Linked DNA regions of Athene noctua: region 2 is linked to region 1. A link is a contact called in public Hi-C data. All regions are on one chromosome and are shown on one strand. The core of a region is the stretch at or near the end of the contact, and the rest is flanking DNA. Distances in the headings are between cores, read along the strand shown. Region 1 holds the start of NTMT1 (N-terminal Xaa-Pro-Lys N-methyltransferase 1). Region 2 holds the start of IER5L (immediate early response 5 like).

What was found. Hi-C and Micro-C count contacts between places; a contact is called where the count stands out from the background.
Region 2: a contact with region 1 is called in a Hi-C map of heart, with 6 times the contacts expected there. The contact joins the promoter of IER5L here to the promoter of NTMT1 in region 1. A contact is called at or near these places in 2 of 2 Hi-C or Micro-C datasets (heart and liver).

What each region holds. Positions count from the first base shown.
Region 1 is chr20:6,342,833-6,349,303 of bAthNoc1.hap1.1, reverse strand. NTMT1 (N-terminal Xaa-Pro-Lys N-methyltransferase 1) reads left to right here and starts at 2,416. Exons shown (of 5, transcript XM_074923666.1): 1 at 2,416-2,455; 2 at 3,442-3,506; 3 at 4,322-4,517; 4 at 4,744-4,996; 5 at 5,443-5,933. The coding sequence starts at 4,356. The coding sequence ends at 5,699.
Region 2 is chr20:6,476,199-6,482,669 of bAthNoc1.hap1.1, reverse strand. IER5L (immediate early response 5 like) reads right to left here and starts at 2,515. Exons shown (of 1, transcript XM_074923713.1): 1 at 1,142-2,515. The coding sequence starts at 2,171. The coding sequence ends at 1,167.

The sequences.
Region 1 (6,471 bases), core at 1,167-3,666:
CGTGGCTGGAACCGTTGCTGCTGCCACGTTTTTGCAGACTTGGATTTGCACAAACTGGCCCCAAGGCTGGATCCGTCCCCAGCAGAGAGTGGTGTTCGAAAGGGTGTCCTCGATGGCGGGACCCTCGGCCCCGGCCCTTTGCCGGGCTCAGGAGTGTGGTCAGCTGAGGGACGCTCAACTGATTTATTTTTCCTCTCTTAATTTTCAGCCACGCTTTATTGCCTTAGTAATAACAATAATATAAAATCAAAGGGAACATTTGCAAGTGAGATTGGACCCCGGTTCCATTGAAATCCCGGGTTCATTGAAACCTGAAGGGCTGATGTGGAGCCCCAGCCCCTGGGTGGGGACAGGAGCACTGTCCCCTCCCTGCCACCACAAAGGGCTTTGGTGGTGGGCAAGGATGGAGGAGGGTGCCTAGGGCTTAATGGAATTGGTCTTCAGGAGCCCCAGTGCAGCACAGTAAAAAAAAAGGAGAAAAATATCTTTTGGGGGGAAGCTGGGGGGAGCAAATACTGCAGGCTCCTGTGGGAAATAGGTGGCAGGGATGGGATGTGGCTGCCCCATGGCCTGCTTGAAAATGCAGGTGATGACCAGAGCCGTGCAGTTGCTGCTGGTGGCTTCAGTGAGGGGAAAACTGGTGGGTTTTGGTCATTGAGGTGCCTGTGCATGGGGGATGTTCCGTGCTGGCTCACCGCCGAGCACCTCCCCAGACACTACCCCAACCTGGGAGCAGCTGGGTGCTGCGGCCTGGTGCTCAGTGTCCCCTCCCCAGTGAGAGATAACCTCATTTCCTTAAGATCTGGAAGGCAAAATGGGGCAAAAGCAGTGCTTTCTGTGCGGAGAGATGCTCTCGATGCATTCCCCAACTCAGCAGCCAACTAAACACGCGCTGCTGGCCCCTGCCACCAGCTCCCGCTGCGGGTTGCTGCCACCCCCCCGCACACTCAGGTCTTTTCTCAGGGACTTGGGGGACCCGGACACCCAAAAGCTGTCGGGGGGCGACAGCTGCTTGCCCAGGGATGGGGCCTCCGCAGAGGCACCGTGGAAGGATGGCAAGGGGCTCTGGCACCGAGGCCGCATCCTGATTGGGCCATGGATTTTGGGATGGCTGTGGGGGAAGCAGCTGTTTTGGGGCCAACAAGTCCTTGCTGAAGCCATTAGGACATTTTGGGGTGTAGGTGGGTGCTGGCTGAGTGGGAACAGGCCCACCCCCTCTGTGCCTATGCAGTGTTGTCCCTCTGGCTGCTACCTTCCGATCGTTTTGCATGATTTCAAGCAGGTTTTGTTCCTACAGGTTTTGTGCAAGTCGGTGTCCGCGGGGGGGACAATGAGGGAGGGGCCAGTGCCCTGCTGAGGGAAGGACTCACCCCGTATTAGACACCGGAGAATCCACACCGCACTCCTTTCCCCAGGAACACGGCTGCAGCCAGCCCAGTTTTGTCGCTGACACTTGTCCCCACAGCAACCCCCTTCCCAAAGCCTCGGGCAGCGCCAGGTCCCCATCCCCGGGAGTGTGTGTGTGGGGGGTCAGCCCCGTCGGGCCGCGGTACAGACGGGAGGCGATGGGGTGGGCTGTTGTCCGTCGACCGGAGACCATCCCGGGGGAGGGTGGGCGGCAGCTTCCCTCCCGAAAGGTCCGGGCTGGTACCCCCAAAGGGTCCGGTGCCCCCCAAAGGGGCCGGTGTCCCCCCAAAGGGTCCGGTGCCCCCCAAAGGGACCGGTGTCCCCCCAAAGGGGCCGGGGTCCGTCCGTCCGTCCCCCCCGCCCCGGGCAGGACGAAGCGAAGTTCCCGCGGCGGCGGCACAACGGCGGGACAACAGCGCTCCCTCGCGGCCCCGGCGGGACACAGCGGGACGGGACGGGACGGGACGGGACCGGGACAAGGACAACGGCGGGACAAGGACGGGGCGGCGGCAGCAGCGGGGCCGGGCCGGGGGCAGGCGGGCACCCGGACCCCGACACCCCTGGGCTGCCTTGTCCTGGTTACCCCGACCCCGCCGCCCAGCCCCGGGCCCTGCCATCCCGCTGCCACCCCCCGCCGTGTCACCGCCGACGGGCTCCTGCGCCCCTCGGACCCCCCCGCCTCGGCCCCACGTCCGCGGGGGCAGCCCCGGGGCCACTCGTGACACGGTGCGGACACACGTGGCGGGCACCGGGCCCCCCCCACCGGGGCGGGGCCGGACCCTCCTGCTGCCCTGGACCCCGCCGCGCTCCCCCGCGGGCCGCCCCAGTCTGTCCCAGTCCTCCCCAGTTTGACCCACAACGGACAAACTGACCCCCCGGGGCGCCCCCCCGAGGACAGCCGGTGGGAGAGCGCGGCAGGGCCCGCCCCCCGGCGTGACCTCACCGTGACGTCACCGCGAACGCCGCCGCCTGGTTGGTGCCCGCGACTGCCCGTCACAGCGGGGGCGGGTGAGGGGGCGGGGGGGACAGAGCGCGGCCGCCGCCTGAGGTAACCGGGGGGGAGTCGGGGGTCGCGGCCGCCAGACCCGAGGGGCCGGGCGGGACCGGGCGCCCCCCGCCCCGTTTCCGCAGCAGCGGGGGCCGGGCGGGGCCGGGGGAGCTGCCGGGGCCGGATCCGGTGTCTACCCCCGACCCGGGGGCAGGGCTGCAGCCCGGCGGCCTGCGGGGCTCCCGGGGCGGGGGGGTGCCCACGCCGCGGTCCTGGAGCGCGGGGGGTCCCCAGCCCCGATGGGGGGTACCGGGAAATGGCTGGTGTAGGCCTTGAACCAAGAGCCGCCCCCTCTCAGCCCCACGGGCGGGGCAGGTGTAACCCCCCAGCCCCCGGGGATGGGACACCGGTGCCCCCTCCCCCCCGGGCGTTGGTCCTGGGGACACCTCGCACCCCGCCTTTCCCTGCCGCCCCCCTGCCCGCAGACGGCCCCAGGGGTTGGGGAACGGGCCCAAAAGCGGGGAGGGCCGGTGTGACCTTCTCCCCCTAGCTACGGGGGTCCGTGGGGCGAGTAGTAGCCCTCACCTGACCGCCCGTCACCTGAGGAGCCGCCACATTTCAGGGGCTCCGGGGACAGCGGGAAGGGGGGGCGCCAGCAGCAGGGCCCATGCTGGTGGGTAGAGCCATCCCGCTGGGTGCTCTCGGCCTATGCTGGGGGCCCATGACACCCTGAAAAGCGTCACCAAGTCGAACCCAGGGCCGAGGAAGGGGTGATGCTGCTGGGAGGGCGAACCTGGGTCCCAGCCCATGAGATCAGGCAGTGGGCCCAAAACCCTCCACGCACCGGCTGCCCTCATGGCTCAGCCTCCTGCCGCCTCCCCACTGTGGGGCAGCACCAGGTCCTGCCCCACTGCTGCCCCGGGAGGGGGCCAGCAGGCTCGGGGTGACTCTTGCCTCCAGCTCCGTGGGGCTGCTGTCAGTCTCGCTCACAGCCTTAGGAGCAGAGAGGTGATCTGGAACTAAAATCCCCTCTTTTCTTCCCTTAGATCACAGCGCAGACTGGCTCCTGGCCTCACCAAGCCAAACTGGATTTCAACCGGTGATCTGTAAGGTGAGAGGCTGCATCCCCCCGCTCCATCTACAGGCTCTTCCAAGACCTCGGGGGGCCACCAAAACCGCCTAAACTGCCATAGAAAAGGTTTTGTGTCTAATGGGATATTTGCCAGCAAATTCAAGCCACGAACACTATATATTTCTTTATTTGTAAAGGTGTTTGAAGTCCTTGAATTTACCCTTCGGCCACCTTAAATCTAGTTTCTAATCCCCTGCGCAGTTAATCAAATCCACAGTGGTTTGAATTATGAGATGTCTGGGGGGGATTTATAGCTTGTATTGCTGATTATACCTTGACTTTATTATATTGCAAATATCTAACTTATGGTCACGGCTGAGATTTACAATCCTGAGGTAGGTGCTTAGGATAACTTTTAGCAACTCCAGATGTAATTGGAGGTGACTGATGGGGCTGTCGCCACAGATAAACATGTAATCTGTAAAACGTTAAGACAGGGAAAGAAGAGGCAGAATAGGTGAAAGGGAGGGTCAGCCTTAAAAAAATAATAATATAATTGGGGGTATTGCTGAGCAAGGCTTCAGGATGCCTAGTCAGGCCGAGGCATCCCTGCTGGGAAGGGTTTTTGGGCTTGTTGGCCTTCAGAAAATACCAGGATTTAGATCTTCGTTCCTTCTTGCTCTCAGTTGAAGGTTTTTAGGGTTTGAGATAGCCCTGAGGAGGGGGAAGGGGTGATGAATAGAAACTGGGGTACTCAAAGAGCTGACACCTGCCTCCTGGGTTCAGGGGGAGGCTTTGTGCCTGTGGCTCTTTCGGACCTAACTGGTGGTTTCTACCCTGTCTCGGAGGAGCAGCGAGTCCCGCGTGGGCACGTGCCCCTCGGCCAGCATGACCAGTGAGGTAGTGGAGAACGAGTTTGAGTTTTACTCCAAGGCAGAGAAATACTGGAAGGATGTGCCCGCCACGGTGGATGGCATGCTGGGGGGCTATGGCCACATCTCCAGCATCGACATCAACAGCTCCAGGAAGTTCCTGCAGAGGTTTCTGCGGGTAGGTGGCACAGTCTGTCATGCTCCCAAAGCCCCATCCTTCTCCCAGCACGGAGCTGGGTTCTTCCCTCCAAGCTGCTCCGTGGGATCATCCATTGCCTGCGTGCTGGGAGAGCTTTGCCCTGCAATGGGTCCCCTGTAGCCTGGCTGCATCCTGCATGGTTGCCCCATTTGTCCTCTGTGGGTACCTCACAGAGGGATTCAGCCCCTCATGGTTGTTGTTCCAGGACGGTCCCAACCGGACAGGGACAACCCGTGCTCTGGACTGCGGGGCGGGCATTGGCCGGATCACCAAGCGGCTGCTGCTGCCCCTCTTCAAGACGGTGGACATGGTGGACGTGACAGAGGACTTCCTCACCAAGGCCAAGAGCTACCTGGGAGAGGAGGGTAGGCGGGTGCGCAACTACTTCTGCTGCGGCCTCCAGGACTTCAGCCCCGAGCCCAACTCCTACGATGTCATCTGGATCCAGTGGGTCATCGGTGAGGGTCCCTTAGTTTGCGGGGTCTCACCAGCCTGTCCTCTTGTCCCGCTTTGCTCGAGGGGCAGGTGCCCCATGTGCTGGGGAGAGCTTTGGGGAGAGCAGCTTGAGGTCTGCATGAAGGATGAGCATCGCGGCATGGGTGGGGGGCTGGGTTGGGGACCTACCCCCTCATCCCTGCCCCATGGAGGAGCACTCCGAGGGCACTGTACTGTGGGGTCTTTTCCCCCAAGCCCTCTGAGGCTGGGGCAGAGGTGTTGGTTGGATGGAGTTGGATAGAGCCCGGGGGATACAAGTTGGACATCCCCAAGCCAAAGCTTTCACCTTCAAATGGCTCAAGTATTTGGCTGCTGGATCAGGAGAGATCCCAAGCACAGCCTCCTGCTCTCCTCCCCTCTTCCCACCCCTGTCAGGCCCTGCCCTCTAACCTCTGCTCTGCTCCTCCAGGACATCTCACTGACAACCACCTCTCCGACTTCCTGAAGCGGTGCCGCGCTGGCCTGCGGCCCAACGGCATCGTGGTCATCAAGGACAACATGGCTCAGGAGGGTGTGATCATGGATGATGTGGACAGCAGCGTCTGCCGGGACCTGGACGTGGTCCGGAAGATCATCCGCCGAGCTGGGCTGCACCTCCTGGCTGAGGAGCGCCAGGAGAACTTCCCCGACGAGATCTACCACGTCTACACCTTCGCCATGAGATGAGGGCGGCAGGAGAAGGTCTCTCCAGGGCCAGCTCGGAGCACGGGCCAGCACGGTGGTTCCTGCCGGGGCCGGGAGGGGTGAGGACCGTGCCTTCACCGTGGGGTGGCTGATGGCAGCGAGGGTGTCACAACTCCCTCTTCTCCAGGGCTGGTGTCAAGGACGGGGCTTTGTCTTCCAAGTTGCTGCTGTTTGTGAAAAAGAGGTGTTTGCCAAATACATTTTCCTGCTGTTGCACTTCTGCACGTGGGCTTTGTCAGACACCGCATTGGCTTGATGCGCCTTCGGGGGCTTTGTACAGGAGCAGGAGGGTTCCCCCTGCAAGAGGCAGCTCTGTGGGCCCTGGCAGGTGGCTGACTGCAGTCACAGGGCTCCTGTTAGTGAACGGAGCTCAGAGCACCTCTCTGAGGGGCCAGGCTCCCTTCCTTGCTTGGATGTTTGACCCTTTCCTGCTCTTGAACTTGCTGCTGCTGACAGCAACAAGCGAGTAAGGCAAATGAGAGAAATCTGCACCAGGTTCTGGCACTTTGTGGGGGCCTTGCCTTAAACCCACAAGCAGGTTTCCCACACGTGCAGCAAAAAAGGAGGTGGATGTAATCCTGGGTCCCCAGCACCTCCAGCTCAAACGCTGCGACCCTACAGCTGCTCCCCCAACTCCATCACCCAGCAATGAACGCTCCCCCATCTCCTCCTTAGCCATATCCACATTGTTTTGCCCAAGTGTGGCCACTGGCTTGTGCCAAACTAACCCAACACAGCTTGGCCACCACTGGCA
Region 2 (6,471 bases), core at 1,266-3,765, 130 kb before region 1:
TAGTGCTGATACCGTGAAGTTGGGAGTGGGCAGGCTGCAAAAAAAACAAAGAGGGGGGGGACGACCAGAAAAGCCACCTTTTTACAACAAAAGGTTTTTCTTGTTTAAAAAAGAATAATATAAAAAAAATAATCAAGAGACTCTACAGGAGACAGATCTCTTCACAAGGGCAAACAGTGCTGGTTTTATGATTTTGGAAGCCTGAAAGCAGAACAGTTGAACTTAAGAAGAAAAAAAAAAAAAAAAAACGGAAGAAAAAAAAAAAAGAGAGAGACCCGGCAGAGCACCCCGGAGGCATGAGCGGCGTTACCGGTTACCTGCGGCATCGCACCCCGCGGCGGCGGCTCCGGGCTGCCGGGGGCGGCTGTCCCCTCCCCGGTGCGGCGGGGGGCAGCCCGGAGGGACCCCCGGCCCCTGCTTTAACCCACCCCCCCAAATTGAGCGCTCGTCACCCTCCAGCGTTCCCCCGGCACAGGCGGCGGGGAGAAGTCACAGCGCACACGTTTCTTCTGGGAGGAAAGTTGAAATGTGGGTTTGGTTTTTTTTTTTTTTCGCACAAAAGCGAACCGGCAGCCGCTGCTCTCCCCCCACCCCCCCCTCCCCGCACCCCAAAGCCGCCCGAGCCGCGGGCGGAGGGTCCCCGCCGGGGCCGCCGGGCCGGGGCCGCTCCCGCCGCCGCGGGGTCCCGGGGCCGGTGCGGCGGGGCCGGTTCTCACGTGGCGCTTCCCCGGCGAACCCGGGCGGACACAAAGAGGATTACTGAAATAGGTGCTTCGGCGGGGGCTGTTTTGTTTTGTTTTCGTTTGTTTGCTTTTTTTGTTGTTGTTGTTTTGTTTCCTCCCCCCCCCCATCTCTGCAAAAATAAAGTCCCAAGATCTTAGATTTTTTTCTCTTTATTGTACAATTTATAAAACACTAGCGTGGCTCTGCCCTCCCACCTCCCCTGCGAACCCCTCGGCACCCCCCCACCCCCCCTCTTCCCTTCTCCCCAACCCCCCCCCACCCCCACCCCCCCTCTCCCCGCCTTTGTTTCAGGGTCCCCCCCTCCGGAGCCGCTGTCCCTCGGATCGCACCCCCGGGGTTTGCAAACACCCCCCCGCCCCCCCACGCCGCCCCCCACCCCCCTCCTCTCCCTCCCCGCTCCCCCTTTTGCTCCCCGCTCCTCTCTAAAACGCGACGATGGCCCGAGTCCAGGCTCCCAGGCTCGCCAGCGCCTGCTTGCCGCACAGCTGCCCGTTGAGGGGCTGCTCCGAGTCCGCCTGCTGCCGGCTCACCAGCCCCGTGAAACCGGAGCCGAAGATGGAGATCAAGTTGGAGATGTTGGAAGAGTCCTGGGGGTGCTCGGCGCTGTACTCCTCGAAACGGGCGCGTTTGGTGCACGGGGCGAAGGGGGGGCCGCCCGCCACCCCGCCTCCCCCCGGTTCCCCTTCCTCCACCCCCTCCTCTTCCTCCTCCTGCCCCGGGTAATACTTGCGCTTGGTGCCCGGTGCGGGCGGTGGGGAGGCGAGCCCCGGTGCCGGTTGGCAGCAGCAGGGGCACTGCGAGCAGCAGTCCTGGTGCAAGTACCCGTTCTCCACCGTGGTCACGACGTGAGTGTCCAAATCCAGCACGGTGGTGCGGCTGCTACAGTGCGGCGCCCCGCCGCTCCCGAAGTCACAGCCGGCGGCGTAGAGCAGCCCTGGGGCCGCGCTGCCGCCGCCGCCGCCGCCTCCACCACCACCGGGACCGGCGCTGCCGGCCGCCCGGTAAAAACCCGGCGAGGAGTCTCTGCAAGGCGCTCGCTGCAGCTCCGGGGGCGCCGCGCACACCGGCACCTCCAGCAGCTCCGCACCGCCCCGCACCGCCGCGCAGCTCCGAGCTTCGCGGTCCTGCGTGTCGGCGGGTAACGGGAGAGCCGCCAGCTCCGGCGGGGCGGCGGCGGGCGGCGGGCAGGCGGGCATGGCGAGGAGCGGGGCGCCGTCGGGGTAGTGCTGCTGGCGGCGGTAGAGCTCGGCGTAGCGCTCGCTCAGGTAGAGCTGCCGGGCGTTGCGGAGCACATAGGAGACGAGCAGGTTCTTGTGGAGCTTGATGCCGCCTCGCTGCGTGCGGGAGCTGTGGATCTTCCGCAGGGAAATACTGATCAAACTCTGCGCATCGAGGGTGCACTCCATCCTCCTCCGGCCCCTCAGCATCTGCTCTCGCCACCCGCGCAGCCAGGCACCCCGGGCCGCATCCACACGGCAGCCGGGAGGGTGCGGAGGGTCGCAAAAAAAGGAGGATAAAGAGGCGTAGGGGGGGGGGGGGGGAAGGGGGGGAGGGAAATAGAAAGGGGGGGGAAAGGGGAAAGGGGGGGAAAGAGCCTGAGGTCGCTGGAGAAGGGGTGGGGGAATAGAGAGGGGTGTCTTCAGGGGACGGCCAGCGGCGGGAGCAGAGCGGGCATCGCCGTGCGCGCCGGTGGCTCCCGCTGCTGCCGCCGCCGCGCTCCGAGCAGGCACGGCGCGTGCAGGCAGCGCAGGCAGCGCCGCGCGCGCCCCCGCCCGCCCCGCGCGCCGCCCCCGCCCGCCCTCCCCGCGCGCGCACCCGCCTGCCCCGCCCCCTTCGCGCCACGCCCCCCCGCACCCCGCCCCCCCCAGCCAGCCGGTACCTGTCGCGCAGCGGCACTGAGCGCCCGCCCGCCCAGCCCCCGCCTTTTATAGCGCCGCGCCGGCCACGCCCCGCCCCCCCCGGAGAGCGCGGCCAACGGGGCGGCGGCGGGCGGCCTGACGGGCGGGCGCGGCGGCCAATAAGGGTGAGGCGGGCCCCTGGCGCTGTTCAAACGCTGACAGGCGCGGCGCGGCCCGGGAGGGCGGCGGGGACGCGGTGGGGGCTCGGCCCGGCCGGGACGGGCCTGGGAGGGGGGAACGGCGGGGGGCCGCCGGCGGCGGGGGGCCGGGGCGCCGCCTCTCTGCGCCGCTCCCCTCACACAGGTGAGCGGAGCGGGCGGGGAGCGGCTCCCGCCCCGCTGGGCGGCCCCGAGCAGCCGTGAGGGCGGGGGCACGCCCCGAGGCCGCCCCGCTCTGCTCTCTGGGGACACCGGCCCCCCCGCACCCCTCCGTGCGTGACACCCCGGGGCTCCGCCTTTCCCCAGCACCCTTGGTGGTACCGGCATCCTCTGGGGGTCCCCCCTTGCCCCCCTCTGCAGACCCCGGCGCTCCCCGCTCCGCTTTGGGCTGCCCCAGTCCTGGCGCGTCAAAGGTCAGGAAGGGCTGGCGACACCCCAGCACTGCGGGGTCCCCCCGCACCCCGACCCTGAGCAGCCCCCGGCAGGGACACCCCTTGTCCTGCCTTGCAAGCACCCACCCTCACCCCACGCTTGGTGGAGAGCGCTCAGATGTTTCCCCCCACACGGGAGCGGGACTGTGCATCAGCCCCTGCTCGGAGAGTGCCCCAATCACACCTGGTTTTCCCCCTAAGTGGGAGCAGGCCAGCGCGCGGGTTGTGGCTAATCGAGGGCTCCCATCCCACCTTGTCACACGCAGCGGTTGTGAATCTGCAGGGCAGTGGCCCCCCTGCTCCGATGGGTGCCCCCTCACAGGGTGTATGGATGGCGGGGGGGGCAGGTCTGGGCAGGCCCTTGTGTGAGGGAGGGGGTCGGGGGGTGCAGGAGGGGATGATGATGCTTTAAAGGACCCGAATACGGAGGGACCCAGCCGTCTGCCCGGGGAGCAGCAGCACTCAGGAAAGCCGGTGTCACCACAGAGGAGCGGCCCTTGGCCAGCAGGTAAGAGCTGGGGGCTGCAACGTCTTGGTGAAAAAAGAGGCCGTGATTTGGGGAGCCTGGGAGGGACTGCCGTGCTGGGGCCACGGGAGCTGCAGAGCTGCTTCTGAAATGGCCTCTTCCGTCAAAAGCAGAAGGTAGGAGAGAGGAGGGGGGTTTCCCCCCTGCCTGCGGAGGTTCCCCATGCTGAGTCCCTGCCTGGGGACGTGCTGGTGTGCGTACCGTGGTGGCGAGTGCAGGCAGCCTTCAGTCTGCGGGTTGTGAGGAGCCCACTGGAGAGACAAAACCTCCAAAGCCCTCACTTCCACCAGTGCAGCCCAACCTTCAAACCACAGGGGCAGTTGCACGAGGTGGTCACTGGGCTCATCAACTTTTGGGGGGGGGTGGTGTCTATGGGGGCATGCTCAAAGGACTAGGGCTTTGCTTGCTTCCTGGCCTGGCTGGACTCTGCTGGTTCAGCTGACCCATGTCCTTCACCCAAGGGAATGGGAGCAGGCCCAGTGCCACAAAGGATTTTCTCCCTGTGGAAGAGCACTTGGGACAGTGGGACAGCAGCTCATTGCCCCCTGAGTGGCAGCTGGCTAAGTCCTCGCTTGTGCAACCTTGTTTGTGGAGCAGCCTTCTCCACAATCTGCTCTCAGCCATGCAGACTGGGGCAAATGACCCTCTGTGTATTCCCAAGCTCTTGTAGGATTCTCTTGACCCGCTTTCCTTGTTTGTAGTGTGGAAAATGATCACAGCTCTGTCCTAGAGGGTGTCTGTAGCTCAAGGTGGTGGGTATGGGCAGCATTGGAGATGGGGGACTGTGCTCTGTCCTTCCTCTCCTCTCCCAGTCCCTTTCCCTTGTGATCCTTCCTGGCTGCAGGCTGGCTTTTCCATGGCTGTGGCAGTGCTGCAGCTGGAGATCCGGGAGGTGATACCCGGAGCTGCTCTGTGCAGATAATATGGGGTGCAGCAGGGCTGGGGTTTGGGGCACATTGCACAGACCAGTGCTGAGCTTTGGGTGCCTTGGTGGCTGGAGCCAGGCCTTGCTCCCACTCAGTGAGATGAAAGGCTCTGCCTTCATAGGGTGTTGGTGGGCTGAGCCCCAGCTGTGGTTCTGCAGTGTTTTCTGTGGCCTCCTGGGCACCTGGGAACCAGGGCAACAAGCAGTGATGCTGCCAGCCCATGACATACCTTCCACCCAACCAGCACAGGCAGCGATTGCCTCTCTTGCTCAGCTGGCATTCGCTGCTCCCTGGCCCATCTCCAGCTGTAAAACTTGAGCCTAGGTGGTCCAGGCTAAGAACCTGAATTGCCCATCGGCCGGCTGCTACAAGGTGTCTTGGGCAGTGCGGATGGTGCCAGCCACAAAACATCACCCTGGCAGACATCCTCCGCCTCGGCTCGGACTTGCAGCGTGGCCTCGGGACACTGCCCAGCACTCGCCCTCTGCTCTTTAATCATCACATGGCCCCGCTGGCCTCGGGTCGTGGCTTTAAGTGAAGGATCAGGTGGACTTTACAGGGCCCTGCCTGCAGCAGTGCTGGGTTTATGGAGGTGCAGAGGGTCTTGCAGAGGGTGGCGTGTCCTCGAGGCTGTTTGGGCATCGTGGGGCAACCCTGCTGTGGGAGATGCTGCTGTCTCTGGCTGTCGGAGAAGTGCCCTCTGCTGTAGCTGCCTGAGAAGCTTCGTGGCACCAGGAAAACCCAAGAGCACAGCGTGAGCCTCTAGGAGATGAAGACAGAATTAAAGCTTTAATCTTATTTAGACTCCGGGTAATTAATATAAAGGCTATAAAACATGGGCCTGATCCTCACGCTGACTGCCGGGCACCGCGTTGCAGCTGGTGAGGCTGGCGGTGGCTGCAGGTTCTCTCTCCTCCCCGGCTGGCTCTCCTGGAGAGTGCGAGTGTTTTGTTTGCAGATACGATGGCTTTAATCCTAGAGCCGGGATGGGCTGTGTGCTGCGAAAGCTGTGCTGCTTCAGTTTGGCCTGTGGACTCCAAAATCTCCTGGAGACAGGAATCTGGCTGATACCTGTCTTGGCACAAGACTGTAGGCTCTGCTTTTCTAAGAGGATAACGAGTCCTGTCCATTTTCTGTCTCTGCAGAAGCAAGCTGGGGCAGGATGATTTGGTGCTTGCCTTTCCCAGGCAAATCTCTATGTCCTGTCCAGCATCCCTATTCCCTGGACTCTGCTGGGGTTTGCGTGCCCTTCCCATGGGAAAGGGCCCTGAGGACCCTACTGCCGTAGGGGACACTTGGTCTAAAACCATCTCGGTTAAACGTAATTGCAGCTTTTAACTGGCCGTTAAGTGGCGAGTACCATTATTTCCCCAAAGGAAAGGAGGATGGGCCCAGGATCTGCTGTCTGGAGGGTTGGAGCTCCACGTTTCCCAGTGTCCACACTGCTGGTCCTGGGGGCCTGGCTGCGGCGCGGGCGCCGTGGGGCTGGCCCTGCACTGGGGACGGTGCAGCTGTACCACAGTCGGTCCAGCCCTGCTGATGTCCTGGTGCCAGGGCCGGTTTTGTAGCCGTCGATCCTGCAGCAGGCTCCAGCAGCAAAACCTGGCGGTCCGCTGCTCTCAGCTGCAGAGTAAACAAGCTGGCAAGAGAAACCATTTTGCTTCAGCTAGTAGGAGAAACCCTTTTTAGGTAGCACTTCCAACTGGCAATGCTTTCCTTCATTAACCCCCTCCTTCCCTTTCCAATGAAACGTGAAGTTGCAACAATTGGAGATCAGGCACTTGCCAG